3 separate regions of the Sus scrofa genome follow, and regions 1 and 3 are each linked to region 2. The links are chromatin contacts, called in public HiChIP or PLAC-seq maps. All regions are on one chromosome and are shown on one strand. The core of a region is the stretch at or near the end of the contact, and the rest is flanking DNA. Distances in the headings are between cores, read along the strand shown. Region 1 has its middle 39 kb from the start of TRNAE-UUC. Region 2 has its middle 77 kb from the start of RAD23B. Region 3 has its middle 70 kb from the start of TRNAE-UUC.

Region 1 (4,133 bases), core at 1,102-3,601, 1.2 Mb after region 2:
GAGTAATAAACAGCAAACTGGGAAATTTTTGCTGAAAGGCAAACTAGGAAAAGCAATTTTTAAACTTCTTTTGAATGAGACTATGCAACTATATTCTTGGAAGTGACCTATATCCTTCTGAGTGTGAATTATACTTCACAATTATAAGGGTAAGAAAAACTGTGAACTGGACAGCTATGACAAATACATTGAAATGTTATCATCAATGCATGTAATAGATTCCTCATTTTAAATTTAAACATAAAGAGAAAGGAATTTAATAAAAACCAATTTCTCTCCTCTTCCACTAGAATAAATCATTCAATATTTTGAACAATGATAGGAGTAAATGTCAAATTAGTTGTCTGGGGCACCCACATCTCAACCCAAGCCTAGACAACATTATAGCTTTGAGAGAAGCAGAGCTAATTCTTTTTTTTCCTTTTATTGACATATAGCTGACTTATAATGTGTTAATTTCTTCTATACAGAAAAATGATTCAATTATATATACATCCTTTTAAAAAATATTCTTTTCTATTATGGTTTATCATAGAATATTGAATAAACGTCCCTGTGCTATACAGTAGGATCTTGTTGTTCATCTATTCTGTATGTAACAGTTTGCACCTGATAATCTCATACTCCCATCCCTCCCCCCTCTTCCCTCCCCTTTGGCAAGCACAAATCTGTTCTCTATGTCTACGAACCTGTTTCTGTTTCATAGATAAGTTCATTTGCGTCATATTTTAGATTCCCCATAAAAGTGGTACCATATGGTATTTGCCTTTCTCTTTCTGACTTACTTCATTTAGTAATCTCTAGGTCCATCCATGTTGCTGCAAAGGGCATTAATTTATTCTTTTTTATGGCCTATTAGTATTCTGGTGTGTGTGTGTGTGTGTGTGTGTGTGTGTGTGTGTGTGTGTGTGTGTGTGTGTGTGTGTGTGTGTGTATCACATCTTCTCTATCCATTTATCTGTCAATGGACACTAGATTGTTCCCATGTCTTGCCTATTGTAAATAGTGCTGCTATCTATGAACATAAGGGTACATGTGTCTTTTTGAATTACAGGTTTGTCTGGGTTTATGTCCAGGAGTGGGATCGCTAGATCATCTGTCAACTCTATTTTTAGTTTTTAAAGGAATCTCAGTACTGTTCTCCAAAGGGCTTCACTAGTTTACATTCTTATCAACATTGTGAAAGGGTTCCCTTTTCTCCATATCCTCTACAGCATCTATTATTTGCAGACTTTTTTTTGGGGGGGGGGGGCTGCACCTGTGGCATATGGCAGTTCCCAGGCTAGGGGTCAAATCGGAGCTGCAGCTGCCGGCCTGTGCCACAGCCACCACAACAACACCAGATCCGAGCCGTATATGCAACCTACACAGCAGCTTGCAGCAATGCCAGATCCTTAACCCACTGAGCGAGGCCAGGGATTGAACCTGCAACCTCATGAATACCAGTAAAGTTCTTAACCTGCTGATCCACAATGGGAACTCCTGAAGACTTTTCAGTGAGGGCCATTCTGAATGATGTGAGGTGGTACCTCATTGTAGTCTTGATTTTCATTTCTCTACTAATTAGAGGTGATGAGCATCTTTTCAGGTGTCTATTGGCCATTTGTATGTCTTCTTTGGAGAAACATCTACTTCAGCTCTTTCTATTGGTAAAAGAAGGCATCTTGATGTAGGCAAAGACATTGAACTTGGATACAACAGTATATAAGCAGTGGCATAGCAAGTTGCTTGTCGATTTAGATACTCTATTAAACTAGCAAATAGCAATAATACTGTTTATTACATAAGCTACCATATATATAGTATCTAGTATAAGCCTACTTGATAGATAAAAGATCTTTAGTGCCTACTTTAAGTTGATTAACGACTGCTGTATCAGGCAGGAAGTTTGAACTTGAGCCAAGCCAATATCAACATGAAGTGGGTCAATTCAATAAAATGTGCCTCAGTTTTCCTTTCTCCAAAATACCTGCTTCTGCCTTCAAAACAGAACTACAGAGGTAACTAAAATAAAAGGAAGGCCTTTGAACCCTTGGAGAAGAGATACCAGAGAAATCTAAACTCTTATTACTTGTCTTTGCTAAGTAATACTAGGGATTTTCCCCACCAGGAAATAGTTCTCCACTCCTAAGAAAGCATATTGTCCATATCAGGCAAATGCTACAGTGCTGACCTATTTACCAGTGTCAAATATAATCTTGGCAATGCTTTTAGTTAACTGAGTTCATTATGCTTAAGGACACAGAGTCAGGTGAACAGGGAAATACCAAGAGGGCCTCCTCCTGCATGCTACATATGGGAGTGACTGGACAGGTTTGGGGCGCTGACTCGTCAGCAACAAAAGAGAATTAAACCAAACCTTCCTGTTTAGTTGTCATGCTATTCTGACACTCCTGGGATTTCCCATTTTCTATTCTACCACCCAATGGCAGAGTCCTTCTTTCCTAGAGAACACGGATCCAAGCCCTCCTTTCTTGGTTACTTATACTTGGCACTTGACTGACAGGCATTCCAACTGCTGCCATTTTAGAGCCAACAATTGGAATTTCACTCAGATTAAAAAAAAAAAAAATTACTTCTACAATAGGAGTGAAACACTCATGGAAATTTGGCTTTGAACTGATTTAGAGCCTACTTTGGCAAAGGAGGAAAAATACATTTTCACAGTTGCTTCAAATGGTAGCAAACCTCCACATAGGTCCACAGCCTGAAAGAGGCAGCTCGTAAAACCTTAGAAAACTTGTCAGTAAAACAAATTTTATTTCTCTGGGACCAATCCCTCCTGAAAATACCATGCCAGGTCCTTGATGGAATTCTAAACAATGAGCACACCACCAAAAAAACACAAATCCTTGTCTTCAAAGAAAATGAAGTCTTTGAGCAGCACTGTCTCATTAATCCTCATGATAAATATATAAGGAAGTCAAGAACAGTCATTACGTTTTTCCCATTCTGCAGATTTTGTGGGCTCCAACACTTGCCTAGGGTAACAGGAAATATTTGTGGCACAGCCCAGCCTTCAGGTCTGGCCAGACTCCTGGGAAATTACTGCTTTCTCATAGGTTCTTGTATCATCATATGGTCACTCTCTTATTCACACACTGGGCAAACATTCACTGAATGCTGACTCCACGCCAGGCATTGAGCTATGTGCCAGTATAGGAAACTGATTAAGGAAAGGTCCTGCCCCAGAAAAATGTACAGTCTAAGAGAAGGCCGGACGTAAGTAGAAAATTACAAGATCCAAGAATTATAAGCAATATAGCTGAGTGCTTAAGAGCATGGCTGGTGCAAAGGAGATCTAGGAGACCTGGGTTCAAATTCCTGCTCAGTCTCACATTTGCATTTTCCTATGGCACTTATCTCCTTCTAAGGTACTATATAATTTACCTCTATAAGGACAAGTATCTTTTGGCTGTTTGTTCAGGGATGTGTCTTCAGGGGCCTGGCACATAATTGGTGTTGAATAAACATCTGTTGAATGAATAAATTCACTATATGACCCTGGGAAATTTATCTTCTTTGAGCCTCAGGTTCCTCATCTGTAATACAGGGGTTGTCAGGGGGACTGTGCTAAATAACATACACCAGTGCTCAGCACAGAGACTAAGCCTTAAGAAACAAAGTGGCCACAATGGTTAAATATTTATGATACAGTAGTCTCCAGTGCTGTGAGAGCACTAAAAACCATTAACAATCTCTACTTAGAGATATCAGATAAGCCTGAAAAATGAGTAGTGGAAGAAAAAGTGAAAGGAAAGGACTCAAATCACAAGAAAGCCATGATGGGGACTAAGAAGATTTCACTGGAAGCTACATTTTGTTCACAGTTTTCCATCCCTGCGCTCCCATGGACTTCTGTACTGTAGAGGTCCCTCCTCCTGGATGGTTTTCAGAGCCCAGCAGAGAGCAAAAGTTCCTAATTCCTCCTACACAAAGGCCTCTCCTTCAGCATCAGCCACAGGTTGGATTCTTTGTGCTCAGTACAAACCCAATGAAATGAGGCTGACCATGTAGTGACTGCAACAAGTAAAACAAGAGGCTTTCCGCTGGATGACACACCTCTGATTCAGTCTGCCCTGACAAAGCTGGAGATTAAGTTTCCTTGCCTAAAGCGGCAAGGAGAAACATGA
Region 2 (4,577 bases), core at 1,941-4,440:
GGCGAGGGCAGATCCCCTGCAATGGTGACTCTCAAACCCAACAACGTATCTGAATCCACTGGGGGGCTCCTAAGACACAGATCACTGGGCCCTACCCCAGGGATACTGATTCAGGAGGGCTGAGGATATACATCTCTAACAAGCTTCCAGATGCTGCTGATGCTCCTGGTCCTGGGACTACACTTTGAGAAACACTGCTCTGGTTCTGAGCCTTGGCTGTGCCTTAGAACCACCTACAGAGCTTTTAAGTCAATCAAGACCTGGCCACACCCCAAAATGTCTGTGTCAGAATCTCCAGGGTGGAGCCCGAGCCCCAGGATTTTCTTTCTCTTTTCTTTCTTTTCTTGTTTTTTTTTTTTTTTTCTTTTTCCTTTTTAGGGCTGCACCCATAGCTTATGGAAGTTCCCAGGCTAGGGGTCCAATCATCCAATTAGAGCTACAGCTGCTGGTCTATGCCACAGCCACTGCAAGGTGGGATCCAAGACGTGTCTGTGACCAACTCCACAGCTCACAGCAACGCTGGAGCCTTAACCCACTGAGCAAGGCCAGGGATTGAACCTGCAACCTCGTGGCTCCTAATTGGATTCATTTCTGCTGCACCACAACGGGAACTCCCCCAGGATTTTCTTTAGGACTCCTTAAGGAATTCCAGAGTGAATCCAAGTTGAAAACAGCACTTCTAGATGGAGGCCATGGTCAAGCAATAAATCCAGCTCAGAAGACCCAAGCTGGATAATAAGAGCAGTAATAATAATAATAACAGGTGCTATGCATTATATATGACTTTATGCAAGATTCTGTCCTAGGCCTCCTTTAGGCATCATCTAATTAATCTGCACAATAATCCTATGAAATTGGCATTCTTTGACTTTTTTAACAGATGAAACTCAGGCTCAGAGAAGTCAAGCAATATATATATTTTTGTCTTTTTGCTATTTCTTGGGCCGCTCCCGCGGCACATGGAGATTCCCAGGCTAGGGGTCTAATCGGAGCCGTAGCCACCAGCCTACACCAGAGCCACAGCAACGCGGGATCCGAGCCGCGTCTGCAACCTGCACCACAGCTCATGGCAACGCCGGATCGTCAACCCACTGAGCAAGGGCAGGGACCAAACCCACAACCTCATGGTTCCTAGTCGGATTCATTAACCACTGTGCCACAACGGGAACTCTCATAGAATATATACGTATTGGCTAATAATATTTTAGAGACACTTCTTACATTGGCATGAACAGGGCAGGAGAATCCTGTGAGGCCTATACCTTAGAGATATTATACTAGGAATATTACAGTAGGCATATATTAGGGATATTTTGCTCTGAGCTAAATCTCTAACTGGTTCTGTGTTCAGCAATGAATTCTCAAAGATTCTGCCTAATGCCAGCTGTATGGGTGGACAGAAGCCCTTCCTTTACATCAGACAAAACTTTTTTTTCCATTTTTTTACAGCTGCACTTGCGGCATATGGAAATTCCTGGGCAAGGGGTCAAATTGGAGCTGCCACTGCCAGCCTACACCACAGCCACAGAAACACTGGATCCTTAACCCACTGAGTGAGGCCAGGGATCAAACCCATATCCTCACAGATGACATTATGTTGGGTTCTTAACCCTCTGAGCCACAACAGGAACTCCACATCAGAAGAAACTTTGATGCAATGTGTTGACTGAGTACATAAGAACAGACTTCCTTAAGCTTACAGGACAGATCACATGACTTGGGGGAGGTGGGGGGAGGGTAGTAACAACTCACTTAGAAGCATTTAGTTTGTACATCTAGCAGAATTTGTATATGTCCAAACTCATCAAATTGTAGATGTTAAATATGTGCAGTTTTTGTATTAATTATACCTCAATAAAACTGTAAAAAATTACAAAGACCTTCCCACTTCCTTTCGAAAAGCTAGTTAATTAACATTGACATATCTTAAAAAAAAAAAAAAAAACCCAAACCTGCTGGTGAGGTTGCAAAAGTATCTGTCACTCACCCCACACCAAAGCAGTCTGTGATGACTGTCACCTTGGAGCTGGCCTGGGTCTAACAGGAAACCTGGGCTATTCTTCTGTGGAACACAAACAAGGCCACTCTGGAGTCACGTCTGAGTACAAAGACAGGAACGTGTCCAAACCACAAAAATGGGCAAGCCTTCTCCTTGCCCTGCTATTGTGACTGGGGCCTCATCATCCGTTCCAGCTTTAGCCCCCACTCTGCTCCTCTCACCTCTGAGATAGAACTTATTAAGCTACTCAACCATGGAATAGCCCCTTCTTCCCAACAGCACTTAAACCAGAGCAAAAAAAACATGCTTCCTTGAACTCTTGTCCAAACCACCAAACACAAGACCAAATTCTTAGACTAGCTCCTTCTATAACTCTTACTGAGATGCTCCAAGCTCCTCTATTTTGTTCTGTCTCCTTTGTTGCAGCGAACCAACTGTATTCTTTTTCTGCTACATTACTGCATAGCAAATTATCATAAGTTTAGAAGCTTAAAAGTGGTACAGATGTATTATTTCAGTTTCCCTGGGACAGGAATCTGGATGGGTTAGCTAGCTGGGTCCTCTTCTCAGGCTCTTACAAGGCTGAAATCAAGCTGGGGCTATGTTCTCATCCATAGCTTGGGGTCCTTCCAAGCTCTTTCAGACTATTAGCAAAATTTGGTTTCTTGCAGCTGTGTGTTCTGTTTTGTTGTTGGCTGTTCAGGCTATTGAGCAGGGGTCTTTTGCATCTCTTGAGAGGCCACTCCTACATCTTAGGCACATGGGCTCCCTCCATAGGCAGTTCACAGCAGGAGTTGATGCCGGATGATGCTCTCCCTGATGTTTCACCTTTGTGAAGGGCTGGCCTCACCTGATTAGGGCCCACCCCCAGGACAATCTGCCTTTTGACTCATCTGTAACCTAATCATGGAAGTGGCATTCCAGCATATTCCCAGGTCCCACTTAGATTGGAGGTTTGAAGGGGGATTATACAAGGCTTGTCCACCAGGGGGCAGACATCTTGGGAGGCATCTACCTACCACACCAAGAAACATTGCTGACTGCAGGTGTGTTCCTGGTGATCTTTGGCTGAAAGGTACCAACACTTTTCAGCTCTCACTTTCCATCAAAATGATCCTAAGATTTGTGCATGATCAGACTACATCAAGTCAGTTTCATAACACCAGGACAGGAGACCATGAGTCAGACTTGCCAGGAAACTTTACTAAGCCCCATCCAAATAGTCTGAATGAATCACTCCCCCTTTTCACTGGCAAAGACATCATAAGCCTCTTCCACCGAAAGAAAGGAGGAACTTGATACCTGGAGGAGTAAAAAGAAGCCTATTTGTTAGTGACCTACGCATCAAATTTGAACTACTTTTTAAATGATGTAGTCTCAAATTATACTTTACAACTTTACCCATTTACTAAAGTTTACCCTAAAGAATATTCTTCTTGGAGTTCCCGTCGTGGCGCAGTGGTTAACGAATCCGACTAGGAACCATGAGGTTGCGGGTTCGGTCCCTGCCCTTGCTCAGTGGGTTGACGATCCGGCGTTGCCGTGAGCTGTGGTGTAGGTTGCAGACGTGGCTCGGAGCCCGCGTTGCTGTGGCTCTGGCGTAGGCCGGTGGCTACAGCTCCGATTCAACCCCTAGCCTGGGAACCTCCATATGCCGCGGGAGCGGCCCAAGAAATAGCAACAATAACAACAACAACAACCAAAAAGACAAAAAAAAAAAAAAAGAATATTCTTCTTGAGTGTATTAACAAATATTTTCTGTTAGCTCTAAGAATGACTAGCCCTTCTCCCCTTCTATTAGAATCAAAGAATACTTACTAAGTGGGAAAATCATGGTTATTTTCATTATCTATAATTTTGAGCACCTTTTGCCCCATGAGTCCAATTTAAATTATCCCTTTGGCAGAAAATGGTTGGAGACCTGGAATTCACACCCACATGAAGTATCTCTCTGAACTACCACAGGCTGATTTGCCCCTGAGCAGGTATCCCTACAACCCCAATTATCCTTTAATTTGTGTGACTCCTCCAATTATCTTCTTTTAGGCTTTTACTCAAATTATCAGGATTATGCACATATTCATTTTTTGAATATATGTATTTTGAGCACCAACTGTATGCTTGGTTCTAGATCATGGAGATCCATCCATGGACCACAGAAATTTCCTCCTTCATAAGAGTTTTCAATATTGCAGAAACACAAATGTTCAACAAAAAAATTCCAAAGATTACTATGTAATTAAAAATTCTGATGACAACAAGAGAAAAAGCCCATGTGGCTGTGACAGTTATAGAAAATTTGGAGTGAAAAACTGTGTTTGGACATTTTCTCTTTTCTCCTATCTCTTCAAAGATTGGTTAGGAAAAGATGCCCAAGAAAATGAATCACTATCTCAAAGGGATGCCTGCACTCTTACGCTCACTGCAGCACTATGCACAATAGCCAAGACATGGGAACAACCTAAGTGTCCGTCAATGGATAAATGGATACAGAAAAGGTCACACACCCATACACACACACACAGGAATATTATTCAGCTAGAAAGAAGAAGAAAATCCTGCCATTTGCAACAACATG
Region 3 (4,468 bases), core at 1,358-3,857, 1.2 Mb after region 2:
GGCTCCCCAAGTGATTCTAATGAATAGCTGGGATGCAAATCATTGAGTTAGTGCAACTGAAGTCTAACGGGTGAAATATGTGCACATAAAAGAACAGTCTTTGAGCAACTTTGAGCAGAGAGGCTGAGACCAAAAATTGGTCCCTCCAATCTGCTTCCATTCGGTTGCCAGAGTGGTCTTTCATCACCCTACTCCCCCATTTAGAACCTTTGAGAGGTCCCCATGGTCTATGGGATAAGAGCCTCCTTGACTAACCTATAAGACCTTCAGCCCGCCATCTTCTTCCTGTTCACATTCTAGGCTCCCACCATGCTGGACTGGTCTCCACCTCTTCTGTTTGAAATTTCTGCCCTCACTTTTACACTAGACTCACATTTTAAGGCTCAGGTGAAAAGATTCCTAGTCCCTTTCACTCCAGTAAAATGGATCTCTCTCTTCTCTAAGCCTCATATGAAGACCTCTCTTTCAGCACATTGTTACTATAACTGGACATTTGTCTGTGTCTCCACTAAATGGAGCTCCCTGAGGCTTAGGGTCCCTAAGGCTTATCTTCCCTAAGAACCTAAATCAATATGAAGCCTGGATATACCATACTCAGTCATAAAATCAGGCCAGCCCTTAATATTTGTAGGGCCCAGGTCAAGAATACAATTGGAGGCCCAATTAGCAAAAGTCTCAACTACTGAAAATTTATAAGCCAAGCCAGCCACCTGTTAAGTTAAAAATGCGCTATCCTCTGATCTTGAAATGTATACCCTCAACAATGTGGAAGGCCAGACTCAAGTAAAGACTTCAGAGAGAATCTGCACCAGAACTAGAAGACCAGGGAAAACAGACACTGCCCCAGCCTCTGCCCTGCCTTCTCTTCCCCACAGTGCAAGGAGTCTCTTGTGTACATAAGTGGTTGCCCCACATGTACACACACCATCCACACTCTCCCCCAAACAACCACTCTTTGGCCACCACTCAGGCCTAGGAGTTCACCTAGTGATACTGTGAGCCCAAGGTAGAATGGTCCTGAGAAAGAGGCACACACAGGATCCAGAAGCAAGCTCTGAGTTGTCTGGGCAGAAAATTCAGATTTAGAGCATTCATGAGGAGTTGGAAGGGAGCTAGAGTAGAGCCCTCTAAAGCTTAGAAACCAGGGCAAAGACAAGATATACAAATCCAAGGAAAGTTCTGGTTAAGACTCATTTCAAGCATCATACCTCCTCTGAAAAGCTTTCCTGGGTTCCCCAAGCCAGGAGCTGTCCCTCTCTACTCTCAAAGCACCTTGTGGATATCAAATTCTGTACCTCGCCAGTGTATTGCAATTATCTATACCTAGATCTGTCTTTTCACTACACTAGAGCTTCTTGAGAACATGGACTGTACCTTATCATCACCATGGGCCCCCAGGAATATAGCACAGAACATGGCATGGGGCAGGACCATATCCAATGGCCAATGAGTGAATTCATGAAATGGATGATGATGGAGAGGATATTCACCAGATCCAAATATTAACTCCCTTTACCTCTACAGCCTAAGAGTTTTACCAGAGAACTTTTGAAGACAAAATAGCAATTACATTGGCAACTGAAATAAACTTTAGTCCTACCCATGTATAATTTTTGATTTATTACAAATACATTACTCATCTAGAAGCTGAATTGCTTCATTCCATACTAGAATTTCAGTTCTCAAATAATCCTTTTGCTATTCTCATCAAGTGATCTCCCTCTCCAAAAAAAGTGACACTCCGAAGCCCTACTGAGGAGGGAGGACCTAAACTGTGAGCATATAGGGTAAGCGTTGAGCTAACCAAGAAAACAACACCTCTCATTCACAGGACATGAACTGAGCTACTTCTGAACAAGTGAGAAGGACCTTTTCTCCTACTCACATCTCTTCTTCCAAAGGACATTCCAAGACTTTGTCGATAGAACTACCTAAGAGAAGACATTTCCCTCCAGTAGTGAACTCCTCCATTAAATCTCTGGATAATGACAGAAGCAATTTGCAGATTAAAGTAACTCTCCTTTGGTGGTATGCCTTTTGATTCACGTAGCAGTGGATGAATCTTCAGTCTATGGGATTTTTTTTTTTCATCATCTGCTGATTCACTCAGAGATATTCTGAAGTTGTGCAATGGGCACACTGTAATCGCCTGCACTCAGGGAGCGGCAGAGGAGAGAGCACAGTGAGTCACAGACCACAAAGAAGCCCTGCCTGGCATGTTGGGCCCATTTGGCAAACCCAGAGGATGTAAAACTGACAGCGAGACAAGGAGCATCTTTGTTATTTGTCAACAAATTGCAGTAACCATTGCAGTCCTTGGCACCTTGAACTGGAGAGGCTTTGGAGGAAGAAATGGGGAGGCAAGTAAATAAGATGATGGAAAAATCCCATTTTCCAGATGACTGGCAATCAGATAGGTATGTCAACAAGAATTTTTATCTGGCCCTAATGACCTAGTTTTATCATGTTCAAGAAAATAAGAGAGTGTTCCTTTAGTGGCAGTGGGACCCTCAAATAGATATGAATAATCAACTGGCCTGGAAATGAAGACTTAAATATCTGGCTCTATTAACTAATAGCTGTGTGACTGTAACAGCCAGTCACATGGGCAAGTCAGGAGATATCTAAGCATCTAGTTTCACACATCTGTAAATGAGATTAATAATTGCCCTACCTAATCCATGGGATTATTGTAAGTATCAAACAAGACAATGAAAGTAAAACAGTTTGTAGCTAAAAGTTCAGTACAAATAATATTTTATCACCAATTTTTGGTACTAATAGATGTTATCCAAAAAATCAAATCCAGAAAGACTAAACAAAGGCTGATTAGATTGCATTAGGTCCATAGAAATAAATGCATTTATAAACTAATATGAAGCCATCAGACTATCTGCTGCTTATTACATATTCTACTTCCAACACGGAAAAAATACAGAAAATTGTCACTCTGGCCTCCCATGAGGGATTCAGCATCACTCCTTGTGACCTAACTAAGCCATCTTTCAGTCAACAGTTACTGCGCAACTCCTGCAGGCCAAACCCTTTGTTGGTCAATAGACATACAGACATAACCAAGATAGTTATGTTTCTTGCTCATGGTAGAATTGTGGCGAGAGACAAGTTATGGTTATTCAGCACACTGCATGTTACAGTAACTTGTATAAAAGCTATGGAAAATGAGAACAAAAGATAGAAATAGTCATTTCTACTTAAGCAATCAGGAAAGCTGCAAAGGGGAGGTGATTCTTGAACCAAGCCTTAAAAGAGAAGCTGGCATTCGCTAGGCAGATGGCAGCTGGGAAGAATTCCCAAGAGAGGAAATTGTGAGAGCAAATGCTTTAGTGTTTTGGGGGAATTGAAATTATCTGACCGGGGGAGGGAAGGGGAGAGTATTAGAGAAAGGTGAAGGGACAGGCAAGGATCATCATAAAAGCCTAAGTACAGGAGCTGACATCTACTCTGTAAGCAGTGGGGATTTAAGAAAACATTTTAAACTTGGATATGGCATGATTATATTTTCACTTTAGAAAAATCTCTTTTGTATATTTTGAGCATGGCATAGAGGAGAAAAGCCTAGAAGCTGGAAAGCCCACAAAAGAATGCTTTTACTGCTTATTTTATTATATAGCAGAAACCTTCTTTCAAGTCAAACCTTAAGTGGGATCTTAAAGAAATGAAACAAATAAAAGCAGAGCTGTTTTCGTAGAAGCAGGAGTCCAGGACCAGAAATCATGCTTACATGGCCTTCTTTCAGCCCCACAATAGCACCACCTGAGACCTTTAAAATCTTAAGGCTCTTAATATTGGAAAACGGTATGTGCCACTCTGTTCAGAAAATGAAAGTGGCCCAGGTGAGGGACAAATAAGAGCACAAATGTAGATAGGATCAAACCCACAGTTCCTGACAATGACTGGTTGCAGGGGACAAGGAGAAGAAATTCAGGAAGGACTGGCAGGGTCTGACAGGGACCGCTGAGTGGATGATGGTGCCCCTCACCACTGAGCAGCCAAGGAGAGTGAGCAGGTTTGAGGAGCATAAGGTCAGGTATGGCACGCTGGGCTACAGAAGACTGTGACACATCAGATGAGGATGTCAACTCAGCAGGGGAAATTGAGTTGGAAGGAAAAGATGTGGGAATTAAGAGCAAGGCCAAAAGAAAAGATGAGGTAACAATGGAAGAGTACGGAGAGAGAAGAGAAGGTGGCCTGGTCAGACCCCTCAGGTCTGCTATAGTTGAAGAGCAAGAGTCTAATAAGATGGAGTCAGAAATAGGAAGAAAACTGGAAGAAAGTAGCATCCAGAAAACAAGGTGCAGGAGAATCTCAAGACAATGTGCTATGTGAAGCCCCAAAGTAAGATAGCATTTGAGCTCCTCCAGGGCCTGTCATACAAATACAGTTGATGTCAATACGGAGGGGACTGAAAGATAAATTCATCTTGATTCTTGGGAAGATGTTCTTCCCA

The links. HiChIP or PLAC-seq counts read pairs in DNA pulled down with a chosen protein or histone mark.
Region 1: an H3K27ac HiChIP or PLAC-seq map of alveolar macrophages shows a contact between it and region 2, with 8 times the contacts expected there. The contact joins two enhancer-like sites. A contact is called at or near these places in 3 of 47 Hi-C or Micro-C datasets (alveolar macrophages, skeletal muscle and subcutaneous adipose tissue) and 1 of 2 datasets of contacts at active chromatin or transcription factors (alveolar macrophages).
Region 3: an H3K27ac HiChIP or PLAC-seq map of alveolar macrophages shows a contact between it and region 2. The contact joins two enhancer-like sites. A contact is called at or near these places in 3 of 47 Hi-C or Micro-C datasets (embryonic fibroblasts, heart right ventricle and retroperitoneal adipose tissue) and 2 of 2 datasets of contacts at active chromatin or transcription factors (alveolar macrophages and skeletal muscle).

Annotation. Positions count from the first base shown.
Region 1 is chr1:249,573,265-249,577,397 of Sscrofa11.1, forward strand. No RefSeq gene overlaps it. Among named protein-coding and RNA genes, the nearest start is that of TRNAE-UUC, 39 kb to the left of the region's middle. Within about 2 kb of position 2,352, at least 5 of the 83 cell types and tissues checked have an H3K27ac peak or open chromatin away from gene starts, as enhancers often do. A contact at or near this core is called in alveolar macrophages, where this site is marked.
Region 2 is chr1:248,369,066-248,373,642 of Sscrofa11.1, forward strand. No RefSeq gene overlaps it. Among named protein-coding and RNA genes, the nearest start is that of RAD23B, 77 kb to the right of the region's middle. Within about 2 kb of position 3,191, at least 15 of the 83 cell types and tissues checked have an H3K27ac peak or open chromatin away from gene starts, as enhancers often do. A contact at or near this core is called in alveolar macrophages and embryonic fibroblasts, where this site is marked.
Region 3 is chr1:249,604,319-249,608,786 of Sscrofa11.1, forward strand. No RefSeq gene overlaps it. Among named protein-coding and RNA genes, the nearest start is that of TRNAE-UUC, 70 kb to the left of the region's middle. Within about 2 kb of position 2,608, at least 7 of the 83 cell types and tissues checked have an H3K27ac peak or open chromatin away from gene starts, as enhancers often do. A contact at or near this core is called in alveolar macrophages and embryonic fibroblasts, where this site is marked.